3 separate regions of the Ovis aries genome follow, and regions 2 and 3 are each linked to region 1. A link is a contact called in public Hi-C data. All regions are on one chromosome and are shown on one strand. Each heading gives the region's core, a stretch centred on a gene start, on an enhancer-like site or on the middle of the called end of the contact. The rest is flanking DNA. Distances are from core to core; before and after follow the strand shown.

What was found. Hi-C and Micro-C count contacts between places; a contact is called where the count stands out from the background.
Region 2: a contact with region 1 is called in a Hi-C map of hypothalamus, with 6 times the contacts expected there. The contact joins two enhancer-like sites. A contact is called at or near these places in 11 of 16 Hi-C or Micro-C datasets (blood, hypothalamus, mixed tissues and 5 more).
Region 3: a Hi-C map of mixed tissues shows a contact between it and region 1, with 4 times the contacts expected there. The contact joins two enhancer-like sites. A contact is called at or near these places in 2 of 16 Hi-C or Micro-C datasets (mixed tissues and omental adipose tissue).

Annotation. Positions count from the first base shown.
Region 1 is chr2:132,938,945-132,942,661 of ARS-UI_Ramb_v3.0, reverse strand. No RefSeq gene overlaps it. Among named protein-coding and RNA genes, the nearest start is that of HNRNPA3, 42 kb to the right of the region's middle. Within about 2 kb of position 1,836, at least 17 of the 54 cell types and tissues checked have an H3K27ac peak or open chromatin away from gene starts, as enhancers often do. A contact at or near this core is called in hypothalamus, where this site is marked.
Region 2 is chr2:132,690,078-132,693,794 of ARS-UI_Ramb_v3.0, reverse strand. All of the region lies in intron 1 of AGPS (alkylglycerone phosphate synthase), which reads left to right. Among named protein-coding and RNA genes, the nearest start is that of TRNAW-CCA, 13 kb to the left of the region's middle. Within about 2 kb of position 2,029, at least 6 of the 54 cell types and tissues checked have an H3K27ac peak or open chromatin away from gene starts, as enhancers often do. A contact at or near this core is called in hypothalamus, where this site is marked.
Region 3 is chr2:132,807,905-132,811,621 of ARS-UI_Ramb_v3.0, reverse strand. LOC121818696 reads right to left here. Exons shown (of 5, transcript XM_060409734.1): 5 at 1-2,365. Among named protein-coding and RNA genes, the nearest start is that of NFE2L2, 43 kb to the left of the region's middle. Within about 2 kb of position 2,026, at least 7 of the 54 cell types and tissues checked have an H3K27ac peak or open chromatin away from gene starts, as enhancers often do.

The DNA of each region.
Region 1 (3,717 bases), core at 587-3,086:
TTTCTTTTACAAATCCTTTTCAGGTACTGATTTGAAGTGAAAGTCGCTCAGTTGTGTCCAATTCTTTACAACCCCATGGGCTATACAGTCCATGGAATTCACCAGGTGAGAATACTGGAGTAGGTAGCTATTCCCTTCTCTAGGCAATCTTTCCAACTCAGGAATCAAACCCAGGTCTCCCACACTGCAGACGGATTCTTTACCCCGAGTCACCAGGGAAGCCCACTGATTTGAAACTCGTATTCAATTATATAAACTCAACTTCCATCTCAAGAAAAAGATAAAAGAGACACAAAGGAGACCAGAACAACTAAAGATTTTAAGATTTTTAACCAGGGTCTTATTATTCACTAAAAGTTATAAGATGTTTAAAATCAAACAGAACACATCTACACTTTAACTTGACTAATAAGGTTAGGTAATTTTTAATATGAAATATGCAGCTTTTAGCAAAAGTATAAGCTTAAAATAGTAGCTTATGTAAATTTCCCAGAGCAAAACCATGACCAGCTATTTCACCATCTATCTCACATAGAGAAGATTTTAAGTATATCTCCCCAAAAGCACAGTAACATAAATTAGACTCCCAGGTAAGAGTGACAATTCTTCCTGCCTGAAACTTTCTCTAAATTATATCTGCCTTCCAAAAATATTACAAAAAATTGCAGATCAGATTATTATTATCTATAACTGATAGATACAGACATACAAATGACATTTAAAAAGGAAAGTTCTTCAAAAGCTTCAACTTGTTTTCATAGTAAATTTCACTTTGAATATTAGTACTAGTAATTGATTTTAGCAATCATAGAGTTATAAACAGTTTCTGCTATTTAATGAAAGAAATGTCTCAGCTTTAGACTTTATTTATTAGCATTTAAAGTCCCTCCATAACCCTAGTAAGATCAGTTATGGCCTAATTAAATGAGAAAAATGGCCTGCCAAAGATTCTTTGTTCTTAAAATAAATACTGCATGTTTTCAGTTTTCCTGCAAATCATCAGAACCTATTTCAACTGAAGAGCACACTGGGCTTCAAGACTAAATTTACTTCATGCAATCCAAATAAAGTGTCTTTTGCCTGGAATTTTTACATTTTTTCATGGTGTACCAGCTACAAGTATCATCTTAAGAGGTTTCTGCTTTATTAACCATTTGAGAGTTTTTCATCTTTGAGTTGTACCAGTATGAAGGTAGCAGAGCCTATTCACAGTAGAAATATTCGCTGCTTAAAAATGAACACAAATTTAGGCCTACAACGTGTCTGTTATCAGTGCTGTGTTTGTGGTGAAACTCCATAGTTAGTACGTGTTCTAATTATATACTCATTGGAGAAGGAAATGGCAGCCCACTCCACTGTTCCTGCCTGGAGAATCCCAGGGACGGGGGAGCCTGGTGGGCTGCCATCTATGGGGTCGCACAGAATCGGACACGACTGAAGCGACTTAGCAGCAGCATATACATATAAATGAAAAACAAAAGGCTAAACATCCAGTGGCAAAAGATTGAGCTGCTGCACCAACCTGGCAAGAGTACTTCAAATGAATGATCGCTTCTCAAACCCTTTGGAATAACGATTGCATTCATCTGGCTTTTCCTCTCTGAGCCCCTGCTCACCACTTTCCTCTCCTTTCAGCTGTAATCTGGTCTGCCCTACTCTGGCCACACTGCAATGATCCCCTGTTGTACTGACGGACGGCGGGGGGCGGGTGGGTGTCGGGACGGACCGCTGGGGAATGCGGAAGAATGATGGTTAAGGTGAGACAACAAGATGACAGCCGCTTCTCCAATTTGGGAGCGAACCACGCGTCTTCCCTATTCTACCACTAGCTGGCGCCAGAGCTCTAAAGATATATAGATGCATTGCGTCATAGCTTGCTAATTAACAAAGACGTTTTCAAACTGACCAGAGCTTTCCCAGGAAAATAGGAAATGATTTTAACTGTGAAAAGCAGTAACATAGGAGCTGCGATTCCGATTAAAATAACCCAATTTTATGCCTCCAAGCTATTGTCTTCAAAAAAAGAGAGATGCCTCATTAAACAATTGGTGGGTTGCTTTTTTTTTTTTCCCCCCTTATCCAAACAATAAACAGAGGGGAAGTCTTTTCCTTTACAAACTATTCACTATACACATAAAACTGTAAAATTTTCCGGTTATATAATGCTCTGTTAATCTAAATAAAGTGGCTTTTTTTTTTTTTACTATGCCTTTAGTCTAAGAGAGAAATGTCTGATACATCAGGGTCACACACAGAAAGGGACTTTACAGCTTTAGCTCCTAATTAACTCCTACATCTTCCTCTCTTGTAACTAGCTTCAAATTTCCACTTCCTGGCTCCAAGAGACCAGCTTTCAGTTACCTCATCCTGTGCTTCCAGACACTTCCATGGCTGCAGATCTGTCAGGAGGAACTGATCAGCCATCTAAACACACAATTGCTCATTTTAGGAAAACCAGCCCCTGGACAAAAGAACAGGAAACAGTATATTTGTTTGGTTCAGGACAGAAACTATAGATATGCAAATAAGATACGCTGAGATGTAGCTCTGGGTGGGACAAGTACTTGGAAAATTCAAAATATACGCTGCCTTGGAAAATATTTTTTCATTTGGAATGTTTCATATTCATATATATTCATTTTTGCAATTAGAAAAATGACAGACACAACTTATTTTGGCAAGAGAAGTTGAATTCAGACAAAACTACAGTGAAATGATGCAATTTCAAAAAGATACATAGTTTGACTTGTAAACATTTTGAAAGTGAAAGTGAAGTTGCTCAGTCGTGTCCGACTCTTTGTGACCCCGTGGACTGTAGCCCACCAGGCTCCTCTGTCCATGGGATTCTCCAGGCAAGAATACCTGAGTGGGTTAGGTAATATTCATTCAGGGCTTCCCTGATAGCTCAGATGGTAAAGAATCTGCCTACAGTGCAGGAGACCTGGGTTTGATTCCTGGGTCAGGAAGATCCTCTAAAGAAGGGAATGGCAACCCACCCCAGTATTCTTGCCTGGAGAATTCCATGGACAGAGAAGCCTGGCAGGCTACAGTCCATTGGGTAGCAAAGAATTGGACATGAATGAGCAACTATCAATCACTCACTCTGTACTTTTAAGCGAGTCCTTCCCCAAATCAAACATATACCTGTGGCACCTCACAGGGCCACAGACATAAATCCTTTCCTGAGCCGAGTTTTCCCTTAAGATAGCAGTGAATCATCGACCTTTAGTCTCCCAATAAGGTTCCAGAAATGAAACAGGACAGAATGTGGTCTCTAACACCAACCAATATTTGTGCTAATGATGTTTTGGTTTTCCAGTTGAAATCTTCATGAATGTTTTTCAAAGGACACCTGGCTGACTTTGATGCAGAAGGGAACATTCAGAAGGTGAAAATAAACTTTGAGGGACATGTCAGAAATTCTGTATAGCATGGGACTTCTGTTTTGATTCAGTGGCAAAGACTCCAACTTCCCAATGCCAGAAGCTGGGATTTGATCCCTGGTCAGGGAACTAGATCCCACATGCCACAGCTAAAACCTGGCACAGCCAAATAAATAAATAAATATTTTCTTTTAATTCTGTATAGCAAACACAATGGAAGAAGTGTGTGTACAGTGTAATGGAGGATCAGATTTAATCCTTTATCACTAGTATCACTTTGCTGGGCCCATCCAAGAGGCATAATGACAAGGAAACTTAGTAACCATAATTTGAA
Region 2 (3,717 bases), core at 780-3,279, 250 kb after region 1:
TTTCATGGCTGCAATCACCATCTGCAGTGATTTTGGAGCCCCCCAAAATAAAGTCTGACACTGTTTCCACTATTTCCCCATCTATTTCCCATGAAGTGATGGGACCAGATGCCATGATCTTTGTTTTCTGAATGTTGAGCTTTAAGCCAACTTTTTCACTCTCCTCTTTCACTTTCATCAAGAGGCTTTTAGCTCCTCTTCACTTTCTGCCATAAGGGTGGTGTCATCTGCATATCTGAAGTTATTGATATTTCTCACAGCAATCTTGATTCCAGCTTGTGTTTCTTCCAGTCCAGAGTTTCTCATGATGTACTCTGCATATAAGTTAAATAAGCAGAGTGACAATATACAACCCCTATTTTGTTACAAAACTCTTCTCAGGTCAGTCCTCTCCTATAATGCAGTGAGTTAAAGGTTTTTCTCTTTTGCTCCTTTCCTTCAATTCCAGTCTCTTCTGATTTTGATAGTTTGGGTGAGAGCAGCTTGGTTTTTAAATCATTTGTATTATTACTGGCTATATTCCCCACACTGTACTTTTCACCTGTGACTCATTTATTTTGTAGCTAGAAGTCTGTACCTCTTAATCTCCCTCACTTGTTTCTCATCCCTCCATCCATCTCCCCTCTGACAACCACCTGTTTGTTCTCTGTACGCATGACTCTGTTGCTGTGAGTTTGTTCATTTGTTTAGTCTTTTAGATTCCCACATATAAGAGAACTCATACAGTATTTGTCTTTCTCTGACTTATTTCACCTAAGATAATACCCTCTAGGTCTGTACATGTTGTTGCAGATAGCAAGATTCCGTTCTATTTTGTGGCTGAATTATATTCCATTATGTGTATGTCAGACATGTCTCTTTAGGTGTTGGCTACAATTTTGGCTATTGTAAACAATAATGCATTGAAACATATCTTTTTTCAAAACAGAGTTTTGTTTCTTTGGGTGAATCCTTAGGAGTAGAATTCCAGGGGCATATGGTAATTCTGTCTTTACTTTTTTGAGGAGCTTCCACACTGTTTTCCATGGTGGCCGCACCCTGTATATCCCTACCAGCAGTGTCCGCTGCCGCTGCTAAGTCACGTCAGTCGTGTCCGACTCTGTGTGACCCCGCAGATGGCAGCCCACCAGGCTGCCCTGTCCCTGGGATTCTCCAGGCAAGAACACTGCATGAGGGTTCCCTTTTCTCCGCGTCAGGACTCTGATTTTAAAATGAACACCCAAGGTAATATTTATATTCCCAAGAAGTTTGAGAACCTCTGTGGTTGTGATTGGGTCCAGATTTTAGTATTTCCTTTTCTCTCCCCTAAACTTTGTGGTGTTCATTTTTTTTTTTTCTTGTGGGTTTGCCAGAAGCAAAGATAACAATCCCAACTACTTGTCGTTTAAAGTAGAAGGGGCTGCTGCTTATTATTGTTACTATTTTAAGTTAAAAAATAAAACAACTTGTTACAGCTAGAATACCACGTATATCAAGCAGATGTGGACTCCGGTCTTGGCCTTTTTAGGGTCTTGTCAAGGTATTGAGTTGTCCCCTGGAGGACAGCTAAGAAAGGAAACTCAGAGGCTTGGTTTTCATGGTAAAATGACGTACAGATTTTTAGAGACATTCATACTGTCTTGTTTGGTTTTATAGTTTTTGCAAAAATGAAAGGCTGTAGCATAAATGGCCTTTGGTCCCTTACAGGCTGGTCAGTATAAAAAGCTTGTGATAAAGTTCCTCTTCTATTTTCCGCCAAACTGGAGAGAGCAATGAAAGTTAAGTGACATTTTCCTAGCTCAGTGTAGACAAATTCTGGAATTGATTACCTAAATTGCCACATTGATTAGATCACAAGTGGACAGTGGATAAACCAAATTTGAAGTATAGTTCAGGGAGCACACATAGTCAAGGGAAGTATATCTTTGTTCTTTGTCTTTTGCTGAGACAATTTCCTGATACAGATTTGGGCTATTTTCCTCAGTTACATAGACCGATACATGGAGAGTGAACAGTGGAATGATTGTGCCTTTCCAGGTCTTCAGATAGCAAGTTTGCGTGTGTGTGTGTGTACTGCTGCTCCTGCTAATGAGTCGCTTCAATCGTGTCCTGACTCTGTGGCCCTACGGACTGTAGCCCACGAGGCTCCTCTGTCAATGGGATTCTCTAGGCAAGAGTACTGGAGTGGGTTGCCAGGCCCTCCTCCACCCTAGCACAAAATACTTGGAATATATACTACCATAGGTATGAATGACTGATACTCTGTGTTTCCATTTTCAGTGTGGAAATTGAAACAATTCAAACAGCATTGAAACAATTCAATTCAAACAATAATGAATTTCCAGTTGGTAGAATATGGTAGGGTACAAGTGTGGGGGTAAGGAAACATACCCAAGGAGACTGCAATGAGTAATGAGTCCAGGTTGTCCTCTCGAGGGGTGACGCTGGCCTTACTTTATTTACCCCAGGCATCTTTGTGCCTCTAAAGATTTCCCCCACACCTGAATATTCCTTTTTCCTCCATTCATTAATTTATATCGAGTATAATAGGAATTGGACATTAGGGACATAACTTTTAGCCTTTGAATTCAGGTCTTAAAAAGTTTCTTTACAGTACCAGAGTCTTGCAAGCTATAAAGAGTTGACTGTAGGAAATTAAATATGTATTTGATTTGCTATGTATTTGATGCTGACTCATTGGTAATGGAATTCTGTCATTTAAAAAGAAACCAGCAATTTGCAGAGATTGCTGAGTAAACCAGCAGTGGGCTTTATAATGAACCATCATGGAATTTCTGTATGTATGTCAAAGAAAGGATTGTTTTCTTGGAACATAGAGAACTGCACTGAGACTCAAAGGGTTGAGCTGTGTATTTGCGTCAGGTTCAGAGTTGTGCTAATCACACTTTTTAGTTCATGGCGTTTGCCTGTGAACAAATGTGAGGACTCTTATTTTTATTTCCTCAGTCTCTGATTTCTAATCCCATCTCCCCTTTCCAAATGTACCCTTGAATATTCTTAATTATGTGTATATGTGTTTTATAAAATATGTAGCATTATTTAGTGTATTTTTAATTTGCCTAAATGGTGTAATGCTATAGATCATATTGTTTCCCCTTTTGCATTCACTACTGTTAAAAAAAAACCTTCATATTTCTGTATCTGTTGAGTGTATCTGTCTACCTCTCTGCTTCTGATTGCTGCCTAGTATCAGGTTGGCCAAAAGGTTCGTTCAGGTTTTTCCGTTAGTGTCTTACAGGAAAAACCAAACAGACTTGCTGGCCTACTCAGTATCTCAGGGCATTTCCTTCCTACTCATTCATTTTGCCAGTGGTTGCCTCCAGCTATTCTTACGAGTAATGCTCTGGAGACTATATCACACAAGATTCCTGATGGAACTGTGTGTGAATTCCTGCCCAAAGTATACCTGGGAGTTGTAGAGCTGAGCCATGGAAATGACACTACATACGAAAAGTTAGCACCCCATTGCTCTGTGGAGTGGTTTGCCAGTAATGCTTACTGGTTCCTCTTTTCCATGCTCTTGCTGACAACTTCCTGTGTCCAAAATCTTATGTATAATCCCATTTACACAGTCACACAGGCTAAAGTTAGAAAACTGATTTATTACATGGAAGGGCCAGATTTTTATTACGGCAGGTAGTTTTAATTTAGGGGATATTGTCGGAAGACTGAAATTCATATTGAAGTTCAAAGGGTTGCATGGTAATATCCAGGCTT
Region 3 (3,717 bases), core at 777-3,276, 130 kb after region 1:
GGACTGCAGCACTCCAGGCTCCTCTGTCCTACACTGTCTCTCAGAGTTGGCTCAGACTTATGTCCATTGAATTGGTGATGCTATCTAACTATCTCATCCTCTGCCACTTTCTTCTCCTTTTGCTTTCAATCTTTCCTAGCATCAAGGTCTTTTCCACTGAGTTGGCTCTTTGTGTCAGGTGGCCAAAGTATTGGAGCTTCAACTTCAGCATCAGTCCTTTCAGTGAATATTCAGGGTTGATTTCCTTTAGGATTGACTGGTTTGATCTCCTTGCTTGTCTGAGGGACTCCGAAGAGTCTTCTCCAGCACCACAGTTTGAAAGCATCAATTCTTTGGGTCTCAACTTTCTTTATTGTCCAACTCCCATGTCTGTACATAACTACTGGAAAAACCATAGCTTTGACTATATGGACATTTGTTGGCAAAGTGATGTGGCTGTTTTTTAATATGCTGTCTAGGTTTGTCATAGCTTTTCTTCCAAGGAGCAAGTGTCTTATCTACAGTGATTTTGGAGCTCAAGAAAATAAAATCTGTCACTAGTAGCTTTAATTGTATATATAGGCTTCCCAGGTGGTGCTAGTGGTAAAGAACCCGCCTGCCAATGCAGGAGACATAAGAGATGCAGGTTCAATCTCTGGGTCGGGAAGATCCCCTGGAAGAGGGCACGGCAAACCATTCCAGTACTCTTGCCTGTAGAATCCCACGGACAGAGGAGTCTGGCAGGCTGCAGTCCTTAGGGTTGTGCTGAAGCGATTTAGCACACACACACACACACACACACAAATTGTGAACTGTTATATTAGCATTCTGTGCTTTGACAAATTTATGGATACTTTTTTATGATTTCTAGAAACATATGCTTTCTCACAGTAAATTTTTCATTGTGATATGAAACGTGTTTACTAATAAATCCAAGTATTTTTAGTTCTTCTGGGAAAGGAAGCAAAAGTAAAATGGCCTGTGTTTAGTAATTAATGTTTCAGTATTTTATATCATTTGGGAATGATCTAGGTACACAATGACTGTCCATCATTTAATTCAATTTAGCAGAACTTTAAGGTTTCAGTAAACCAAAAGGTTTGTGGAAACTAGTTTAAAAGTTCACCTAAAAACTTTTATCCTGTTTATATCTATTAAATTCACTTATTTTCAGTAATTATGTTTAGACTACCCACAAAAATTTCATGAGACATTAGACAAAGTCAGCTATCATCCCAAGTTATTTTTCTCGCTGACAGATTGTGTAAGAAAGACTACATGAAATTATTTGACCACGAAATCCGGGTATAGAATTGGCCAAAAAGTTCCACCTTTAATGGAATAAAGTATGTCTGCATTATTTTAATGCTGAAGACATATCTATTTTAATTAACCCAACAAACTTGAACTAATTTTTATTTACCAAAGATTATCTCAGATCATGTGAACTTGAAAAGCATTTGGGTTAGTTTCCATCATATTTTTGAGCGTTTAGGATTTCTTAATTCATATAAGTGCTTAATTCTCTTCAAGCCAAGTACAGTGCTTTTACAAATTAATTTTGGTTCTACCATCCAAAGATAGAAAATACTACACATTTATTATACACATACACAAACATATAAACAGATGAAAACAGAGATCTTATAGCTTCTGTTTTAAAATTACTGCCATGAAACACTAGAAGACAGAACTTACTAGTTATAAAAGCAGTTGGATCAATGTTTTCCAGTAGATGAAATAAGCTAAGCTTATCTGTTCAGATGGCGAGAGCTATTTACTAATATTTGTGGAGAAGACATGTAAAAGATTTTTCATTTGTCTAAGTTCAAAATGACCACCTCTTCCACTTTTTTTTTGTTGTCTGTTTGTTTTCATGAGAATTACTTCCCTGAAGTTGCTATCTTAAAGAAATGCTCTAAGAGTTCCTGGAGCATTTCTGGTTTTGCCAAGATTCGTAAGAAAATGACAGTTGTTTTGAACTCCTAAAGGAATTGGGTTTCAACTTAAATGACATCATAGGTTGCTCCACCCATTTTTAGAAGGTTTCTCTTCTACTTTGTGTACACAGTTTCATTTTAGCTTAGTGGAGGAGGCCTAGAAAAATTCCTATCAGGGTCTGAATGTCAGCTTTCAGCCTGGCCAATTTCTGACCACAGAGCTACTTAAAAATCCTTCTGAATGTCTTATCCGTTTTCAGCCAGGACAAACAGTAAATACTTCTAGAAGTGCTGAACAACTCCTTTGTTATCTCCAAAGAAAATGCGAAAGACATTTTATTTTTCTCTTTATTGGGCACTGTAGACATATCTGGGAGAGCTGACTCTGGTTAGAATTCTCACCCTTAGCTTGATTGTATGTCTTTTCAGGACCACATCTGCAGGCTCTGAGAGGGGTTTAAAGTAGAGAGTGTAGCTTCAGTATCTAAAAGAATTTGGCAAGGTTTTCCATTAATTTTAGTTTTCCTTGGCTGTTTAAGGGAATAACGTAATAGTTTACCAGAAAAGCCCTCGGAGTCTCATCAACTCTGGGAGGAACTCATACAGGGACCCTCCTTTGAGGGTCGATATAAGGACATTCATATCTACAAATCAGCTGAATATTATGCAGAGGCTTGTTTGAGGGCATTTTCTTTTCCAGAGTCCCAGTTGCTTACCACTGAGACATCTAGCCATGAGTTAGCATTTTAATGATGGACTCCAAAAAGACTGTGATGTAGGGGCCCAGGCATTATTTCAGGTGACTGACCTTGGAGCCCTTATGACTTTAAAACCAACAGCTTGGTGGATTTTTGTTTACAATCTTGTTCCAAAGTCCTTTTAAAGTGTTCAGCTACAGTGGTCAAACAGGTAGCCTCCCATCCCATTTTTTTGTTTGTTTGTTTTGGTCTTTTTATTAATCTACTAACTTCTAGGACATAAACTATTTACAAATAGTGTAGCTAGAGCAGGTTGGGTGACTTCATCTCTTGAATGAAACCCAGAAACCTGTAGGAGGAGAGCTTCCAGATGAGCTCTAAAGTCAGCCACAGACTCATCTTTTTTTTTTTTGGTTGCATGTTTGAATAATAGAGCAGGGAAGACTCTAGGATTGGCTCTCAAAAGATCAGTTTCTACTTTGAGAGCATTTTCTGCTCCACTGGAGACCACGCTGAAGATTGAGGATCTCAAGTTATCATCCTCAGGGGTTTGCATTTTGCGTCCTTCATTTTTGTGCTTCATCAGACTCTACCAGCATATGCACAGGCTGATCAAGATCTGTCAGACCAGGGTCATAGGCTCTATAGGACTCTAAATTCTTCAAGACTTTTGAAGTGTGTTTTTTTTTTTTAATATTCTCTCTGGGTTTAGGAAATTCTTTAAGTACGGCCCTTGATTCAGTCTTTGACTAAGATGTGAAAGATACATGAGAAGGATTGCCTACAACCCTGGGCAGTTTTATTTTAACCTGCTTAATAACCTCTTCAGAATGGAAAGGCTGGGGGTGGGGTTGGGGTGGCTCAAGAGGGAGGGGATATATGACTCACACTGTTGTACAGCATTAACCAACACAACACTGTAAAACAATTATCCTCAAAAAAAAAAAAAAAAAGAATGGAAAGGCAGTTCAGGATAGAGAATTAGTGGAATGCGAATATTCAGGTAAATGAAGGTAGAAAAAAAAAAAAAGGAGCAGTAGGAGCCATGTTACACATACTATCTTTTATTTTAGGACCTCTTGTGTCTTTTATTTTTTATT